2 separate regions of the Sus scrofa genome follow, and region 2 is linked to region 1. A link is a contact called in public Hi-C data. All regions are on one chromosome and are shown on one strand. Each heading gives the region's core, a stretch centred on a gene start, on an enhancer-like site or on the middle of the called end of the contact. The rest is flanking DNA. Distances are from core to core; before and after follow the strand shown. Region 1 holds the start of KLHDC1 (kelch domain-containing protein 1). Region 2 holds the start of KLHDC2 (kelch domain-containing protein 2).

What was found. A called contact is a pair of places that touch in the nucleus more often than the background predicts.
Region 2: a contact with region 1 is called in a Hi-C map of liver, with 3 times the contacts expected there. The contact joins the promoter of KLHDC2 here to the promoter of KLHDC1 in region 1. A contact is called at or near these places in 2 of 5 promoter capture datasets (both in liver), 18 of 47 Hi-C or Micro-C datasets (adipocytes, blood, brain and 10 more) and 2 of 2 datasets of contacts at active chromatin or transcription factors (alveolar macrophages and skeletal muscle).

The regions. Positions count from the first base shown.
Region 1 is chr1:179,538,723-179,542,114 of Sscrofa11.1, forward strand. KLHDC1 (kelch domain-containing protein 1) reads left to right here and starts at 1,503. Exons shown (of 12, transcript XM_021101387.1): 1 at 1,503-2,008. The coding sequence starts at 1,913.
Region 2 is chr1:179,607,546-179,610,937 of Sscrofa11.1, forward strand. KLHDC2 (kelch domain-containing protein 2) reads left to right here and starts at 1,481. Exons shown (of 13, transcript XM_001925208.7): 1 at 1,481-3,392.

The DNA.
Region 1 (3,392 bases), core at 253-2,752:
AGTTTGTCTATTCATTTAGTCAACAGATATTTATTATCTACATATTTAGTATTCATTTAGTATCTACTACTCTGAGGCTCTGGGGTGTCAATAATACTTGATTCTTAGAGGTCCCATTGTGGTGCAGCAGAAACAAATCTGATTACATCCATGAGGATGTGGGTTCCATCCCTGGCTTCATTTAGTGGGTCAAGGATCTGGAGATGCAGTGAACTGTGGTGTAGGTCCCAGATGCGGCTCAGATCTGGCGTTGCTGTGGCTATGGGGTAGGCCAGCACCTGCAGCTCTGATTCCACCCCTGGCTTGGGAACTTCCATATGCCACATATGTGGCCCTAAAAAGTATAATAATAATAATAATAATAATAATAATACTAATACTTGATTCTTGGAGTTCCTGTCATGGCTTGGCAGTTAATGAACCCAACTAGCATCTGTGAGGATGTGGGTTCAATCCCTGGCCTCGCCTAGTGGATTGAGGATCCAGCATTGCCAAAAGCTGTGGTGTAGGTGGAAGATGTGGCTTGGATCCTGCGTTGCTGTGGCTCTGGCATAGGCCGGCAGCTATAGCTCCAATTGGACCCCTATCCTGGGAACCTCCATATGCCAAGGGTGCGGTCCTAAAAGAGACAAAAAGACAATAATAATAATAATAATAATAATAATAATAATAATAATAGATTTTTTCAGAGAGTTTCTAACAGAGCCTCAGTATGAACTATCTACAGCTGGCAGGCACTTAATATATACTGAATAAATTAATAAATTAACTTCTGGGTGGTGGGCAGCCAATTTTCTTCAAAGGGAAATTCTGAACAAGTACATATATAGACACTGGTATAATTATTTTCTTCCCTCTTGGTTCTAGTTTTACTTAAGTAACAATTTAAAGCAAAGGTAAGCCAGCTTTTTCTGGAAGTGGCTGGAAGTAAATATTTTCCTGCAATGGGAGTTTTCTGGTCTTTGTTGCAGCTACTCAGCTCTGTCTATTCAACTCCATGGCTTACATGAGCTGCCAAAGACAATACTTAAATTAAGGTGGTTGTGTGCCAATAAAACTTTATGCAGAGATGCCGAAATTTGGATGTATATGATTTTCATGAGTAATATTCTTTCAATTTTTTCAGCCATTAAAAAACGTGAAACTATTTTTACTTTGTGGGTGCTACAGAAATAGGCAGTGGAAAGATTTGTCCTGCAGGCCATAGCTGGCTGGCATATGTTTTAGGAAATTCCTAATGTGTCTGCTTGCTATTTTGAGGGGTTTTGGGGGGGCTGAGCCCCTGGCCTGTGGAACTTCCCAGGCCAGGGATCAAACCTGCACCACAGCAGCCACCCAAGTTGCTGAGGTGACAATGCCAGATCCTTAACCCGCTGCACTAGAAGAGAACTCTAGAAAATACCTAATTAAAAAAAAAAGTACATATGTATATATTTAAAATTCTTATTCTCTCACATTCTCTCTCTCTCCCTCCCTCTGTGGCTATCTCAGATGGAGGCTGAATGGAAAAGGCAAACCCTCAAAAAGCATTAATATATTAATATATTGATATATTGATTTAAGTCACAGGAGCATTAAGCCCATAGACCAGAAATCCATTAGGCTAGTGGATAAAATACAGAGTTAGGCGGTACTGCCCACACAACATACTCCCAAGTGAAATCGGGATCCGGAGAAGCCCAGGAACCTCCCTTCCTACTCAGACCTCAAGCATCCCTAACTGGCACCGCCGCCCAGGGCTCGGCTTCCCGGGCGGGCTTCGGGACGGCGCAGCCGCACTGCCGCCGCCTTCCCACCAATCTCGACCCTCGACGCGTTCCGTTCGTGCGTGGAGGAGCCGGGCGGGAGGAGAGGCCGCTCCGTGGGCAAGGGGCTGCGGCGCGCCGACCGGCCGGCCCCAGCGACGGTGCGGATGGCGGACTCACAGCTGTTCTGTGTGGCCGAGGAGCGCAGCGGCCACTGCGCGGTGGTGGACGGAAACTTCCTCTACGTGTGGGGGGGCTACGTGGTAAGGGGAAGAGGCGGGACGGGGCGGACTCGCGCCGGGAGCCCGCCCGGCTTCTCGGCCCGAGCGGCCGCCTACACACGGCCCCGAGGCGGGGGCCGGTCCGTGATCCCGGCGGGGCGCGCTCGGCACCCCCCGGGGCCCCGCCCCTCCGCAGTCGACCGCTCTCCCCGCCTTGCCGGGGCTTGACGCCGCGCCGCCTTTTCCCACTAGGAAAGCCTTCAACCCCCGGCTTCCGGGCTCCTCCCACTCAGTTCCCCAGGTCCTCACTGTTGCCCCACGACCGCGGCTTGCCCAGCACTTAGTCAGTTATTGCGCGATTGAGGGTCAGTTTCAAATGCATGCGCAGGCTCAAAAGCCCAAGGATGCCATGCTTTGTTATTTTGTAAATATTTCCTTACTCCCCGCGGCGCGATCCGAAATACCAAAATCACTGAAGCATTTAAGTATTTATAAGCAAACAGTGGCATTCTTTTACCAGTGGGTAATGACGAATTTTTTTTCAAGTCTCAAAACAGACTCATGTTAGAAACAGTATGCTTAAGAGTATTATGCTTTAAAATTCTCATTACAGTGGAGGCTTGAATATGCGTATTTTTGTTTCTGTAATCAAAGGATTATAGAAGCAAAGATTCTAAAGATGGAAAACAGTTCAGGAATATATGCCAACACCTGTAGTTTACAGATTGAAAAAAAGCGAGCCGTCTGGAGTTCTACTGGAGGTATAACCTACGTTTTTCAGACTCGATACTATTATGTGACAGATGTAACATGTCTGAATCGCTTACTGAAATAAAGCACATACTGTATATGTTAAATGATTCTCAGATCTAAGTTGGTTTTTGTTGTTTTGTTTGTGTGTTTATTTTTAATTTGATTTAGTATCAGGATGGGAAAATTAGAACTCAAATTTGAGTGCCGACTATACGTGGCATGTGCTAGGAAATTTCATATCCCTAATCTTGTATAATCTTTACCATATTTTGTAAGGTAAGTAATATCCCCATTTTAAAGAGTCAGTAAGAGTAAAATAATTTGAATGACCGTTTGACCTAAAGGGCAACAGATTCCAACCTAGGTGTATTGGATTTCCAAAGTTGGCTTTTTCCTATGATAAACTAACGTAAATTAGGTTACGTTATTATGCTTGCTTAAGGTCTAATATTTCCACCACTTGTTCTTAATGAAAAAGTAGATGTAATGATGGTTTATGCAGAAGAAATATTTTAATTGTTTCTTGAGCCCTGCCACTTGATGTACAGGTGTAAAACTTCATCTGCTATAGTAATTCTTAATATTGTAAAATTTAAATGAAAAAAACTCAAATAGTAACCTGTCATATCTCATGTGGAGATAGTGTAGATTATTATTGGGTCCATAAACTGGA
Region 2 (3,392 bases), core at 231-2,730, 69 kb after region 1:
TCTGACTAGTATCCATGAGGACGCAGGTTCGTTCCTGGCCTTGCTCAGTGGGTTAAGGATCTGTGTTGTGGTGAGCTATGGTTTAGGTCGCAGACATGACTCAGATCTGGCGTGGCCATGGCTGTGGCTGTGGCCGGCAGCTTCAGTTCTGATTCGACCCCTAGCTTGGGAACGTCCATAGGCCACGGGTGTGGCCCTAAAAAGAAAAAAAAAATTAAAATTTTGACTTTAGAATATTTCAAAGGAAAAGAATCGGTTTTAGAAGCAAATAATACCCCTTCCCACCTTTTTTTCCATTGTATTAATGTGAGTCTGTTGGAATTTCCTGTTTGATGAAGTTACTGTATGGTCCACCATGTGGGTATAGCAAGAACATTTCTTCTACCCATGCAATGGACTGAATATTTGTATCCCCACAAAATTCATATGTTGAAACCCAAAAAGACCCCCAATGTGAAATTTTCTGGAGGTGGGATATTTGAAAAGGTAATTAGGTTTAGATGAGGTCTTGAGGGTGAAGATCCCATGATGGGATTAGTGTCCTCCGAGGAAGGGAAGAGACCAGAGCTTGCACATGCTCTCTCTTCCCACCCTATGGAGATGCAGTGAGAAGGCAGCCACCTGCAAAGCCAGAAGAGGGCCCTCACTAAGAACCAAAGCTGTCAGCACCTTGATCTCGGACTTCCCAGCCTCCAGAACTGTGAAATGTCTGTTGTTTAAGCCACCAGGTCCATGGTATTTCATTATAGCTTCCTGAGCTTAGACACGCCTGAAGTCCATAGTTTACATTAAGGCTCACTCTTGGTGGTGTACATTTAATGGGTTTAGACAATTGTATAGTGATATGTATCCACCTTTATAGCATCATACGTAATATTTTCACTGCCCTCAAAATCCTGCTTTGCTCTGCCTGGTCCTTTCTCCCTCTGACCTCACCCTTGGCAACCATGGATATTTTACTGTCTTCATAGTTTGCCTTTTCCATGTTATATAATTAGAATTATATCATATGTGCCCTTTTCAGATTGGCTTATTTCACTGGTAATATGCATTTAAGTTCCCTACATGTCTTTTCATGGCTTCAAAAGATGCCTTATTTCTTTTCAACACTGAATAATATTCTATTGTCTGAATGTACTACAGTAATTTTTTATAATTTTCTACATAATCATGCCATCTATGAACAAAGGCACTTGATTTCTTCCTTCCCAACCTTTTCCCCCTTTTTGTCTTACTGCATAAGCGAAGACATCCAGTAGGCTGTTGAAAGGTAGTGGTGGGAGGGGATGTCCTTTCCTTATTCCTCTAGTTTCTCATCATTAAGAATAGTAGTAATTGTACATTTTTTGTAGATGTTCCTTACGAAGTTAAGGAAGTTCCTCTATATTCCTAGTTTGCCAAGAGGTTTGTTTTTTAATCATGAATAGGTGTTGGATGTTATTAAATGCTTTTTCTTTCTTTGTCTTTTTTTTTAAGGGCTGCACCTGTGGCATATGGAAGTTCCCAGGCCAGGGGTTGAATCAAAGCTGCAGCTGCTGGTCTACTGCCACAACCACAGCAGTGCAGGATCTGAGCCACATCTGTGACCTATACCGTAGCTCATGGCAATGCCAGATCCTTAACTCACTGAGCAGGGCCAGGGAGGAAACCCATGTCTTCATGGATACTAGTCAGGTTCATTACTGCTGAGCCACATCAGGAACTCTTAAAAGCATTAATAGATGCTTTTTCTGCATCTGTTAATATGATCATGTGATTTTTCTTCTTTAGCTTGTTGATATGATGGATTACACTGGTTGATTTTTGAACACTAAATCAGCCTTGCATACCTGGAATGAGTCCCATTTGGTTATAGTGTTTCTTTTTTAATTTTTTTGATTTGATAATACTTTGAAGATTTTGCATCTATGTTCATAAGAAATATTGGTCTGTTGTTTTCTTGTGATATATCTGTCTGGTTTGGGGATTAGAGTAATATTGGCCTCAGAATGAGTAAGAAGTATTCTCTTTGCTTGTGTCTTCTAAAAGAGATTGTAGAAAACTGGTATGGTTTCTTCCTTAAATGTTTGTTAGAATTTTACCAGTGGACTCATCTGGGCTTCCTGCTTTGTTTTAGAAGGTTATTATTGATTCAATTTCTTTAATAGATATGGGCTTATTCAGGTTATCTATTTTTTTCTTAGGAATTTTGGCAGATTGTGTCTTTGAGGGAATCAGACCATTGCATCTAGTTTATCAAATATGCAGGCACAGAGTTCTTCATAATATTTATAATACTTTTAATGTCCATGATATATGTAGTGATGTTCTGTTTCATTTCTGATATCAGTAATTTGTGTCTTTTCTTCTTAGCCTGGCTAGAGGTTTATTGATTTCACTATTTGAAGAACCAGCTTTTGGTTTTATCAGTTTTTCTCTGTTGATTTCCTGCTTTCAGTTTCATTGGTTTCTTTCTTTTCATCATCTCATTATTTTTTTCCTTCCGCTTATTTTGGATTTAATTCGCTCCTCTTTTTCTTATTTCCTAAGATGGAAACTTAGATGGTTGATTTTAGATCTTTCTTTTTTTTCTAACATAGGCACGCAATGCTATAAATTTCTAAGTACTGCTTTTACCCACCCTACAAATTTTGATAAGTTGTAAAGACACAGGCAGTGCTAAGGAAGAAATTTCAGGCTTAGAAAATTTTAGCGAGGAAGGCCATTTGTTGTACCAAGTGTTCCTTCTACATAGCAGTCCCAGCGTTATGATGAGCAAGGGAGAGGAAAATAAAGCACACTCCTCTCACCAAACACATCCACGTACAGATGCACCATTAGATCAGAGATTTAAGATGTAGTCTAGCCTAACTACATTTTGCAGGTGAGGAATCAAATTCAGATTACAATAATTCTTGACTTAACTGAAAAGGTTCAGGTAATGTAAGCGAAAAGTGTCCTGCGTAAGATTCACTTTCCTCCTAGATGGCCTGGATGGGGACAGTTTCTGAAACAGTTCTTGAGCACAATTTTCCAAACTGGGTGGAGGATGCAGCACTACATTTAAGATTCCTGATGGGCAAGAAGAACTTGTCGAGAGGAGATGCCATGACCCGCTCTCTGTGGACACAAGTCCGGGTGGCACGCAGTGCGCAGCAGCAATGAGCAGGGCCGGGCGCCTCGGCCCAGCAATCGGAGCTGGGACCGCCTGGGAGGCGAGAGGCACCACCCGCCCCTGTATCCTCGGGAAGACCCGACCCTGAGACACTGAAACTTACTATTTGAGCAATTTGCTATAGTCCAGGCGGTGAACCTGAGAACATTCCTTAATCAAACAAGATCTTCTCGGAAAGAAACTTTCTGGGGGGAGAATCTGGGTAATTCAGCATATCCCTGCGCTGAAAGGAGGCTCC